Regions from separate parts of the Mus musculus genome. Here region 2 is linked to region 1. The links are chromatin contacts, called in public Hi-C maps. All regions are on one chromosome and are shown on one strand. The core of a region is the stretch at or near the end of the contact, and the rest is flanking DNA. Distances in the headings are between cores, read along the strand shown. Region 1 has its middle 180 kb from the start of Cntn6. Region 2 overlaps Cntn6 (contactin 6).

Region 1 (6,431 bases), core at 2,052-4,551:
AGGAAAATATTTTCGTGCTAACTTATACCCATTATCCAAAATTCCACACCAACTTGTCTGGTTAAAATTTTGAAGTCCTCTCTCTCTCTTTCATTTTGTTTGAGAAAGGTGTTTTGTTTTGTTTTGTTTTGTTTTGTTTTGTTTTGTTTTGTTTTGTTTTGTTTTGTTTTGTTTTCTGTGTAGCCCTGGCTTAACTGAAACTCATCTTGTATACCAGGCTGACCTCAAACTCAAAGATCTACTTTGCCTATGCCTCCTGAGTGCTGTAATTAAAGTTTTGTACCACAAGAATGGAAGTATTGGGTGTCTCTGACCCTTTGCCTGCTCTTGGGACCCCTTTCCTATTTCTGGGTTTCCTTACCCATGCTTTATGTGAGGTTTTAGACCTCATCTTGCCATACATTGTTGTGCTGTGTTATGTTGATGTCCCTGGGAGGCCTGCTCTTTTCTATGAGTAGACAGGGATATGGTAATATATCAGCGGGAGAGGGGGTATAGGGGAGCAACTGGGAGGAAGGCATGAGGGGGGGGGGAGAAGGAAAGCTGCAGTCAGGATGTATTGTATGAGAGGAGAATAAATTTGAAGAAAAAGAAAGAAAGAAAAAGAGAGAAATCTAGGTGTAAATGGGAAAATGACAATTCCATACACTCACTTAAAAATAAAAGGATAACATTGTAGCTGGTTTCTGACTTCCACATATTGCCTAAACAAAAACATGCAAAGCATCACCCTACTTACAAATATTAATTGCGTTCCTTTCATCGAGTTTAAGTGAACTAAAGGAGGAAATTTGTTTATTCTAATAGTCATGTTGGTATAATTCTTAAATTTCTGGCATAGGGTTCAGAAGACCTATACTTCAGTTATAAACAATCTCTCCCAGAGCTTTTGAAGAGGATTTTAGTATATACTAGGATTTTTATCCTGAATTTTAAAGAAGAATATCAAAATAAAAGGTCTCTGTTTTCAGATATGCTGTACTGTACTTTATGATTTTAACTCTCCTTCAATTGCCACTGGGGACATGGGTTCAATAGGGATACTGCTGGAAAATGAGAATGTATCAGGATTGTGTTCCAAAAAATAAATATTTGTCTTATACACATAGAAGAATGGTTTAGTTTTATAATTGAATAACACACCCATGCTATTATACTAGTTAATATTCCAACTGTACAATACTAAATGAACTTGGTCATGAAGGGTATGTGCAGAGGAAAGTAAAAAAGAGGAACCAAGGAACCTTGGCTGAGCTCAGAGCAGTACTTTCACTGGATTAAAGTTCATAGTGAAATTCTATTCAGTGATAATCGAGGCACCTGGGAGTTGGTAAAGTTTCTTAACAAGAAGATGGGTTTAATAGCTTGATGAAGATATTCCGTTCAAAGTGGGAAACAAATGGTTTCTCCAGAAATATTTTCTGAAATATTAGGCTGTATGTTAGTTATTGGGATGGAGAACAGTTTAGTTGGTAATGTGTTGGCTTGAATGCACATTAAAAGCCAGATACGAATGGTAGTAACCAATTAAGATTTTAGTGCAAGGGCTGTGGGACAAGCACATCCTTGGGGCTCACCAGCCTGATAGTCTATCCTAGAAAGGGAGGAGCTCCAACACAATGACAGACTCCATCTTAAAATCAACATGAATGACACCAGAAAACAACACTGGAGTTGACCTTTGACCTCCATATGCAAATTCAAATGTATGTATCCCCACGAACACACGTTAAACTACCTTCCTCCCCAAACCCACAAAATTAATTATAATCATTTTATGTAAACTAAGTGAACTAAATGGAGCTCCTTCTCTTATGTCACACATATTGAGTACATTATATATTGAGTATATATACTGTACAAGATGCTACAGATAATTCTCTTCTGAGAACTATAGCCCAGTATCTAATAAACCTTAAAGGTATAATTTATTAAATGTTTTCATGAGCTCAGAAAAGATTTATGAAGGAGGGAGAATTACACTGAAGTCCAAATAATCTAAATATTGAAAGGGCATGAAACTTGCCCCCAAAGGGGATATTTATTTTTTTTACTATTATAATAACTTTAATTTATCTTACATTTTACAGAAGTCTATAAATGATTTTAAAAAGCACCACCCTGCTCCATCATGTTTCTCTGGCAGTTGTTAAAGTAGGCAACAAGTATGTCAACCGCTTGAATATCGGTATCTTGCAAGGATTTCAGAACAATCACTTGCCAAAGAACTTGGCAGTTTTCCTATCTTGTTTTTAACTCAATGGTATGTCCACTCTGATGATAATCTGTCCAGCCAAATCTCCAACACATTTTTGAAAAATCAATGGTGATTAGCAAAATAGTTAGCTTTGGCGTGGTTTTTGTGTGTAAATGTCTGTCAACATGAATGGATGGAAGAGTGTTCTAGTTTACAGTTTAGAGAAGCGGGTCATGCTAATAGCATAAAAGAATTTTGGATTAGATGAAAAGCCAAATGTAACCAAATCATGTCATCTGCTGTGCATATAAAGTGCACTGAAATCATCATAGGTGTTTAGACGTCATAGACTTTCTACATCATATTAATGGCACTGGGAATCCACTAAATGTATCCTTTATGGGATAGATACAGAGTGTGATATTGCTACATATATATTTATGCAGTTGCCCTGTGTGAAATATATAAAGGTACATGGCATTAAATAGAGAGCTCAACACTCAAAACAAGAGACAGAGAGCATAGCCTTCAGCAGAGCTGTTCAATAGGGAGAAAAGGGAGAAGTGAGGAAGTGTGTGGGGATATTGTGGAATGAATATCAAAAGTATGTATTGCTGAAGTTCTCTGTAAGAGAGATAGAAGGAGTAATGTTATGATGACCTCAGAGCTCCGAGGTTGAACAAGGTGTGGATTCAGGAGCAATTTACATCCATCAATAAGATGGTATTGGCAGATAGCAGGTCCAAAGACCTATACAGATAGACTTTGGTTTTTTGGGTCACACAGAGTTTGTGGGTTACATTAACAGTTTTCAAAACACCAAGGCTTTGTATAAATACCTTCTGGAAAGTCAAGCTGCAGTCCAGCATCCCTGAAACTAGAGAAGATAGAAATTCAGAGAAAGAGGGCAAATAATAGAAGACCTTGACAGAGGTACTTGAGTCTTTTTAGTCCTGGTCTTGTTTTAGACCAATGCTGAGACAAGCATAAAATGGAATTGCAGCAAATATTCAGCGCGAATCCAGTGTGACATTCCCTGGAGGTCTACATTCAAGGTTGAAAGAAGTACTGGAAAAAATTATGCTCATCTGTATCTTCTGTGGTTGGCTCGAAGCCTCGGCGCCTGCTGATAATTCAAGCTGTTAATAAAAAGAGGGCAACCTCTTTCCCGACATCAACAGTGAAATAAATAAATAAAACCCCATATGAGGAAATGCATAAAACAAGTAAGGAAATAGCTGAGAAAGGAGAAAACAAAGTCAATAAGAGCAATCGATCAGGGATACTTCAAGAATGTAAACATTCAATATTGAAAAGAAAACAGAAACATAATTGTAGCGGCTGTTCAGTGTTTGCACAGACTCATTAGAATGCTCACTACACTTAAGAATTCAAGAACTTTTCTACATAAACAGTGTACCTATGCTTTAAACAGTGCTTTCCCTTGTCTGAACCACTGAATAGCATGGTTTTGAATTGCTTTTGACCGCTTGAACCTTTAAGAGTTATTGTATATAAAATAGAAATTGTAGGGCAACTTGTGAAGTGTTCCCATTAATACACAATTGTCCTTTCAACATCTTCAAGCTTTTAACATGTTTATAGTTGGCAGTGTATTACATTTGATAGAAATTACAGAACGCCTTTCTCAAATAGCCTGTGTTGATGACAGAAAATCATAACTAAGAAATCAATCATTCTCCAAGTTGAATCTTTTCCAGTTTGTCTCAGATGTAGTCAGCAACTTTAAACTTTTCAAATGATCATTTCTTTGGTATCCTATGGGCTGTTAAATCATGCAAATTATTAATTGGTGTAATGAAACACACCAGGCAACAGTTATAAAATTATGTATTGTGAAAAAATAATGAGATTTTTCACAATAAATAGGCAATTAATGAAGAAGAAAAACAAGAATAAGTAGAAAACATATTGTGATTTTGTTCTGTTTGTGCATGTGTACAATACCACTAAAATCAGAAGAAGCAAAATTGTCCTTGGTGGTTGGAATGAGAGCAATATGGCTTAAATACTCACAGTATTAATTGGAATATTAGTATTCAAATAGCTGTGTGTCACAATCTGATATATCTACTGTAACTGAGAGGGAAGGCATTGACAGGTTGCAGGAAAAAAAAAAGAATTGTTTTCAAGCTAAAGGAGCAAGTCACTCTCTTTAGTGCCCAGTGGTTTAGTTTAATTCATTTTTTATCACTAGGATAAAAGAGGTCAACTGTCCACAACCCCAGGCCTTTCTTGAAGCCCCATTTCAAAAATACCTCCCTCCTACCTGTTTCAAGCCATTCTGATTGCTATTCAGTTAATTGCCTTTTATCTATTCAATATCATTGTCATACATCAGAGAAGAGTCTTTTACAGTGACTGGTGTGTTCTGTGTTATTATGTTTTAGAAAGCAACTAGTCTTTTTAAAGTAGTTAAATCTCTCTGTGTCTGTCTGTCTGTCTGTCTCTCTCTCTCTCTCTCTCTCTGTCTCTTTCTCTCAAAATCTGGGACATATGCATAATAGAAAAATAACTTAAGTGCTTTCCCATTGAGCTATAGCCCCAAACCTCAAATTTATATTTTTAAAATAATAATCTTTTGAATGCCAAGCAATGTCTTAGGTGCTATTTATGCATGTGGCTTCACTTCCTTAATGTGTTTTATTTATAGCAAGAAAATTTATTTTTAATGCAAAAAAATCATGATTTCAGTGCTGATTTGTTTAAATTATATTTATAGTCACCAAAGTATACTAATTGAAATACTTACAAATGTAATTTATCAACAAATACCTGTTTTGCAAAATGGACCATGTTGTTTTTATATTCGGATAAATATATCATTAGCAAAAGAATAAACAGCTCTATTTTATCCGGGTATTTTCCTTAATTTAAAAAATTAACTAGGTGTAAACTATATATTTGTTGGACAAATGAAAATACAGCCATACCAGCCAAAGTTGCACATTTGCTCAACCTTATAAGGAAATAAATAAAGTGTGCCTATACCTATGGGTGTGATTTGAGATGAGATCTGATCTCTATAGACACACACACACTTACACCAACAAGTGTATGTAAAGTGTGTCAGAGCAAAATATATAGCATATGGGCATTGATAAGACACATTCATGCCTGTGTATGATAACTCTGAATGTAGGTAGTATTCTGTCCATTGCATGGATGGAGACGTTGAGCAAGGAAGAAGTTAGGATCTTGCCTACTTCTTGGGAGCCAAAAAGTTGCAAAGGCCAAGTTTGTCATTTAGTCAGTGAAACTCCAGGTCTTACCCTTATCCACATAACAGGTAGCTTCCAGACAGTGTAGACAGACAGATGGAGATGGACTGAGAATATTCTTCACAAAACTCGTGGAAGTAGAAAGAACTTCACTGAAGCTAGATAAACCACAACATGTGTGCTGATCAGGTTTGCCTCCACAGCATAGATAGATAGATAGATAGATAGATAGATAGATAGATAGATAGATAGATAGATAGATAGATAAATCTATAGATAGATAAATAATATCATCTGGAATCTTTCTATTCTCATTAACATGATCACTGCCGGTCACTTTGACAAAGAGACAAACTGCTTTTTGGGTTTTGGGTTTTTTTTTTTTTTTTGGTTTTTTGTTTTTGTTTGTTTGTTTGTTTTCGAGACAGGGTTTCTCTGTGTAGCCCTGGCTGTCCTGGAACTCACTCTGTAGACCAGGCTGGCCTTGAACTCAGAAATCCGCCTGCCTCTGCCTCCTGAGTGCTGGGATTAAAGGTGTGCGCCACCATGCCCGGCTCGAGACAAACTGTTAAAGGAGCAACAATGGATAACTTTCTAAATGCCATGTTAAATGTTTGCAATTGGACACCTGGCTTTTTCAGGTAAAAATGAAAAAATGCATTCTCACTGCTGTGGTGGGAAAATTACCTTAAAGTCAGACACTATAAACATTGAACATTTATTATGATACTATTTTCCCCCCTTCCAAGTCCAGGTGTAAGTCCAGCTTGTTCCTTTAGTGTCATTTAGGAATAGGTCAAAGCCTCCTGTCCCATAACCTTTCAGGTTCCTGGTAGCTTATTTCCAGGCTGCTAGTGCATCCCTTTAAAGCCGAAGTACTCTGCCTCGAACTCCCTCTGATTATTCTTCATGTCTCCTTGCTCTAAATCACTTCTCCCTGTTCAATCTGCTCTGCTGTTCTTCTTTTAAGGGCTCACAAACATTTAACTGTG
Region 2 (6,431 bases), core at 1,797-4,296, 380 kb before region 1:
ATCTACAGATTCAATGCAATCCCCATCAAAATTCCAAATCAATTCTTCAACGAATTAAAAAGGGCAATCTGCAAATTCATCTGGAATAACAACAGACCTAGGATAGCAAAAACTCTTCTCAAGGATAAAAGAACCTCTGGTGGAATCAGCATGCCTGACCTAAAGCTGTACTACAGAGCAATTGTGATAAAAACTGCATGGTACTGGTATAGAGACAGACAAGTAGACCAATGGAATAGAATTGAAGACCCAGAAATGAACCCACACACCTATGGTCACTTGATCTTTGACAAGGGAACTAAAACCATCCAGTGGAAAAAAGACAGCATTTTCAACAAATGATGCTGGCACAACTGGCGGTTATCATGTAGAAGAATGCAAATTTATCCATTTCTATCTTCCTGTACTAAGGTCAAATCTAAGTGGATTAAGAAACTCCACATAAAACCAGAGACAGTGAAACTTATGGAGGAGAAAGTGGGGAAAAGCCTTGCAGATATGGGCACAGGGGAAAAATTCCTGAATAGAACAGCAATGGCTTGTGCTGTAAGATTGTGAATCAACAAATGGGACCTCATGAAATTGCAAAGCTTCTGCAAGGCAGAAGACACTGTCAATAAGATAAAAAGGCCACCAACAGATTGGGAAAGGATATTTACCTATCCTAAATCAGATAGGGGACTAATATCCAATATATATATAAAGAACTCAAGAACTCAAGAAGGTGGACTCCAGAAAATCAAATAACCCCATTAAAAATGGGGCTCAGAGCTAAACAAAGAATTCTTACCTGAGGAATACCGAATAGCTGAGAAGCACCTGAAAAAATGATCATCATCCTTAATCATCAGGGAAATGCAAATCAAAAAAAATCCTTGAGATTCTACCTCACACCAGCCAGAATGGCTAAGATCAAAAATTCAGGTGACAGCAGATGCTTTCGAGGATGTGGAGAAAGAGGAACACTCCTCCATTGTTGGTGGAATTCCATGCTTGTACAATCACTCTGGAAATCAGTCTGGAGTTTCCTCAGAAAATTGTACATAGCACTACCAGAGGATCCCACAATACCTCTCCTGGGCATATATCCAGAAGATGTTCCAACTAGTAAGAATGACACATGCTCCACTATGTTCATAACAGCCTTACCTGTAATAGCCAGAAGCTGGAAAGAACCCAGATGCCCCTCAGCAGATGAATGGATACAGAAAATGTGGTACATTTACACAATGGAGTACTACTCAGCTATTAAAAAGAATGAATTTATGTAATTCCTAGGCAAATGGATGGGTCTGGATGGCATCATCCTGAATGAGGTAACCTAATCATAAAAGGACTCACATGATATGTACTCACTGACAAGTGGATATTTGCACAGAAACTTAGAATACCCAAGACACAAGATACAATTGGCAAAACACATGAAACTCAAGAAGAACGAAGAAGAAAGTGTGGACACTTTGCACCGTCTCAGAATTGGAAACTAAACACCCATGGAAGGCGTTACAGAGACAAAGTTTTGGGCTGGGACGAAAGGATGGACCATCTAGAGACAGCCATACCTGGTGATCTATCCCATAATCAACCTCCAAATGCTGACACCATTGCACACACTAGCAAGATTTTGCTGAAAGGACCCTGATATAGCTGTCTCTTGTGAGGCTATGCTGGGGCCTAGCAAACACTGAAGTAGATGCTCACAGTCAGCTATTGGATGGATCACAGGGCCCCCAATGGAGGACCTAGAGAAAGTACCCAAGGAGCTAAAGGGGTCTGTAACCCTATAGGTGGAACAACAATATGAACTAACTGGTACCCCTGGAGCTCGTGTCTCTAGCTGCATATGTAGCAGAAGATGGCCTAGTAGGCCATCAGTGGAAAGAGAGGCCCATTGGTCTTGCAAATTTTATATGGCTCAGTACTTGTTACGCCAGGTGAAGAAGTGGGAGTGGGTGGGTAGGGGAGTGGGGAGTGGGTATGGGGGACTTTTGGGATAGCATTGGAAATGTAAATGAAGAAAATACCTAATTAAAATAAAATTTTAAAAAAGGAAATTGTTTTGGTATTAGGATACACACTGAGATTGTCTCAAACTCTATAACAGTTTGAGATATTCCATAAACCAGAAAGGTGACCTACACAGGCTGTCCTTGTGCACAAGGTTTAAGCCCTGCAGTGCTGGTTGCTGGTAAAGTCCTCAATTGTTGACTGTTGCTTTCATTACACTATTCTGATGACCATAGCTTATAGGGCCCTGTGGTTTTATTGCCTTTTTTTCCCTTTTGGCAGGAACATAAGCAAAAATGCAGTCACAAACAAGGCTCTGTTCCAAAGCCCAGCAGGAAGTGCCCGAAAAATGGCCCATAAAATGAGCTTTAAAGAATTACTGGGCCATATGCTCTCTCCTGGAACCACCATGCCACAGTAGAGGGACAAGGGCTACAAAAAAAAAATGTACTTAAAATGAAGTCCACACAATGTTAAGTATTCCAATATTAAATTGGACGGAGGATACATAGTTGCAGCTGTCACGTTCAGGAATGTATCTCAGCTTAATTAAAGCAAGAAACTGTACCTTTGATGCCAAGGCCTGAGGATCACATTCAGAAGAGATGTTGGCAGGGCCGGCTCCTGAGAAGGAAGGAGGTCAGTGACTTGCCAAGTCTCATAAGCTTGAAGGAAGGTTGTGAGTACCGAGGGTCCATCAACCAGAATCGAGAAGAGAGCACTTCAACTTTTGAGGATAAGGGGAAATACATATGTGCCAGTGAAATATGCATAGTAGATGAAATGATGAGTGTTTAAAAAAATCTGAATAGTGTGTCACCATCATTTAATATGCACGATATACTTTGATTTAACACTATAAGCATTCTCTTTATCTTCTCTCTTATTCATATATAAAAATAGGTATTATGGACCATACACTCTTATGAGCATGGCAAATGCATCCTCAAAATTGCCAGCACTGCATCTGAGACAGTCACACACACTGAGCTGAGAAGGAACTGAGGCATAAAGGCTCCTTGATGCCTAGGTGACAGGACAAGATTGCATGAGAGTCGTTCCTGGGCATCTGCTCTCTAATGTGTGATGTACTGCACTGCAGATGTCAACGGGAGTCTCTCAGTCGTGACATCAATGCCATTACCCTGCCAGCCCATGCCCAAACAAGCCAATCAACCAAAAGCATTTTTGTATGAATTCATGTAAACTCCTGAGGGGACAGAAGGATACTGTGTTACTGGGTTTAGATCCATCTCAGGTGCTCTGAATTCTTGTTTGTTTCTTGACATGAAGTATATTGATTGAACTTGGCCCTTATTTTAACCAATCTAAAGATGCAAAGCCCCCACAGGAGTAAGTACAATACTTGTTAACACAGTCTGAGTTTATGTCAGTCTTATTCATTTTTTGTTCGTTTGTTTGTTTGTTTATTTGTTTTTGAGACAGAGTATAATATTCTTGGGAGCCCTGAAAGTTGTTTTGTAGACCAGGCTGGCCTAGAGCTCACAGAAAAGCACCTGCCTTTTCCTCCCAAGTGCTGGGATTAACGGCATGTCCCAACTTATGCTCGGTACCAGTCTTACTCATTTATTAAGATGCAACTCACAAAGGACCCTGATATAGCTGTGTCTTGTGAGGTTATGCCAGTGCCTGGCAAACACAGAAGTGGATGCTCACAGTCAGCTATTGGATTGAACACAGGGCCCCCAATGGAGGAGCTAGAGAAAGTTCCCAAGGAGCTAAAGAGATCTGCAACCCTATAGGTAGAAAAAAAATATGAACTAACCAGCAACCCCGGAGCTCGTGTCTCTAGCTGCATATGTATCAGAAGATGGCCTAGTCGGCCATCATTGGTAAGAGAGGCCCCTGGTCTTGCAAACTTTATATGCCCCAGTAAGGGGGAAATTCAGGGCCAAGAAGCAGGAGTGGGTGGGTAGGGGAGCAGGGGGGAGGGAGCATATAGGGGACTTTTAGGATAGCATTTGAAATGTAAATGAAGAAAATATCTAATAAAAATTGGAAAAAGAAAAAAAAATGCAACTCACACACTTTAGGCCAAAATATGAGATCTTGAATCCCTCTAGCTATTGTTTGTTGTGTGTACCTATACCTATTCTTTATTCCAATTACTGTCTTTCAGGAGAAAAGTGATTCATATATATATGTGAATATTATATATAATAAAACGAATCAGATCAAATAATCTGACTCCTTCCATTAATCAAAAATTAGAAAATCTGCATTGACTTTCTACAGGATACAAGGAAATAACAATTCATTTCCAAGTACTAGTGTGTTAAAGTGTCTGGACTTGAAAGCCAGACTTTAAATTCCCTTTCTTACTAAACCTTTCCCCCAGATAGACTCTGTAATCTGCTCCCAAACCTGAGACATTGCTCAGTTTCTCTCTTGATCCACACCTAAAAAGCAATTTCAATTATTTGTCTCTTTGAAGCCATTAGATCTGACATTAAACGCAGAGATTTATTTTCTCCAACTCCTTGCTTTCCAGCAATCAAATACTATTTCCCCCTTTGAGACGCTGTCTGAAGAAGTTTCCGTGTTAAAGCGTGCACTGGGGTAAACAGGACTCCCGAACATCCCTCACCTTCAGGATGCGGCTCCCAGGTTGAAGATAAGTGTTTTGTTTTGGCCTAAGGCAAAAACATTGTGCTGAGCAGTGAGATACAGAGATACCTTACCAAGCAAAACTCAAGTGCTGAAAGACACCAAGAAAAGTCCCTTAGTTCAGTACTGCTCCCACAGAATTTCCAGCTCTAACTACAGGGACCTTTCAGAATTAAGAAAGCAAAAAACTATTTAAAACTCTCCAGTCTGAATTCATATTTAACATACTTCTTTTCTTCTCCTCTATTTCTTTGGTGGTTTAAATAACGAGAGGATTTTAGTTCTATTATTAATTTTCTCAGACTTTTATTAAGTGCCGTACAAAAATATCTCTGCTTAGCCCAGTTTCATTTTCTGCACTCTTTCTCTGGATGCTATATACTCAGTTACATTGTTCCTGATATTATTGTGTTTCCTAGCTTAACTCAGTAACATAACATGACATAACCTAATAAAGTGCAATGCTATTGTCAAATCCTGTAACAGAAGCAATAGCTAAAACTTGGTATTAGACACAAATCTGGAATGCTAATATCTAAGTAGGAAGTAAGAACCTATTTTAAGAGCTTCTGGTGTTGATTCCATTTAGAATTCCAACTAAAATTTCTCGCCATTTTTTTGTTATTGTTGCTGTTAATGTGACAGCATTTATATTAAAATTCAAGAATAAATAATAGAATCACAAAATGGCTGAGTGAATACAAGTGCTTGCTGTCAGGCTCACAACCTATATTTAATCCTTAGGACCTGGTGGAAGGAGAGACTAGATTCCCCCAAGTTGTCCTCTATTCTCTACATGCTTACTTGTAGCCTACCCACCACACATGTGCACTACTGAGTGCATGTGCATATGCATGTGGGCACTCACACAAGTTAACAAATGTAAGTAAAATAAGCAATCTACAAATACATGTAAGGCCAATTGAGTGACTAACTGGTTTTCTGGCAATGATAAATTGACAGCACTATTTTGTGTCATATTCAATTAAAGTAATAAAAAATAATCAAAGAAGAGGGCCAGTATATTCTTCTCCAGCAATTCAGTATGTAGATTTTCAAAGAGGCATAAATTTAGTAAATAGAACAAGTAAAGCATTTGAAGTGGCTAAGAGCTCTTTAGCTGAAGGGGACTGAAACCCCATAGAAGGAAAATCAATATGAACTAACCAGTATCCTCAGAGCTCCTTGGAACTATACCACCAGTCAAAGAAAACACATGGTGGAACTTGTGGCTCTAGCTTATTTGTAGTAGAGGATGGCCTAGTTGGTCATCAATGGGAGTAGAGGCCCTAGGTCCCGTGAAGGTTCTACTCCCCAATATAGAGGAATGCTGGGACCAGGAATGGGAGTGGGAGGGTTGGGGAGCAGCGGGAGGGGGAAGTAGGTAGCAGATTTTTGGAGGGGAAACTAGAAAAGGGGGTAACATTTGAAATGTAAATAAAGAAAATATCTAATAAAAAAAAAGTACAACTTTGAAAAAAAGAAAATACAAAAAAATCAAGTTTGATCATAAATAAGAGCTCTTTCATAATACAGATGAACAATTACATATGCTTTACTGTAATGAGCTTATTTATTTAATGAATAATGATAATAATAGTTACATACATGAAAAACTAGGCAAGTCCTAGCCATGGGCTATCCTTCCTCTTAAACCACAACTTTGAATATCATCTTCAGTTAAAAGGAGATGAGAGGCTAAAGAGAAGGTTCTGTGATGAAGACTGCTTCCTGTTCATCCAGAAGGCCTGACTTCAGCTCCCAGTGCACAAGTCAGGAAGCTGCCAGGGGCCTAT

What was found. Hi-C and Micro-C count contacts between places; a contact is called where the count stands out from the background.
Region 2: a Hi-C map of cerebellar granule neurons shows a contact between it and region 1, with 1.8 times the contacts expected there. The contact joins two enhancer-like sites. A contact is called at or near these places in 2 of 484 Hi-C or Micro-C datasets (brain and cerebellar granule neurons).

Annotation. Positions count from the first base shown.
Region 1 is chr6:104,306,246-104,312,676 of GRCm38.p6, reverse strand. No RefSeq gene overlaps it. Among named protein-coding and RNA genes, the nearest start is that of Cntn6, 180 kb to the left of the region's middle. Within about 2 kb of position 3,301, at least 2 of the 459 cell types and tissues checked have an H3K27ac peak or open chromatin away from gene starts, as enhancers often do. A contact at or near this core is called in cerebellar granule neurons, where this site is marked.
Region 2 is chr6:104,684,821-104,691,251 of GRCm38.p6, reverse strand. The region is part of intron 4 of Cntn6 (contactin 6); the gene reads right to left. Among named protein-coding and RNA genes, the nearest start is that of Gm38871, 87 kb to the right of the region's middle. Within about 2 kb of position 3,046, at least 4 of the 459 cell types and tissues checked have an H3K27ac peak or open chromatin away from gene starts, as enhancers often do. A contact at or near this core is called in cerebellar granule neurons, where this site is marked.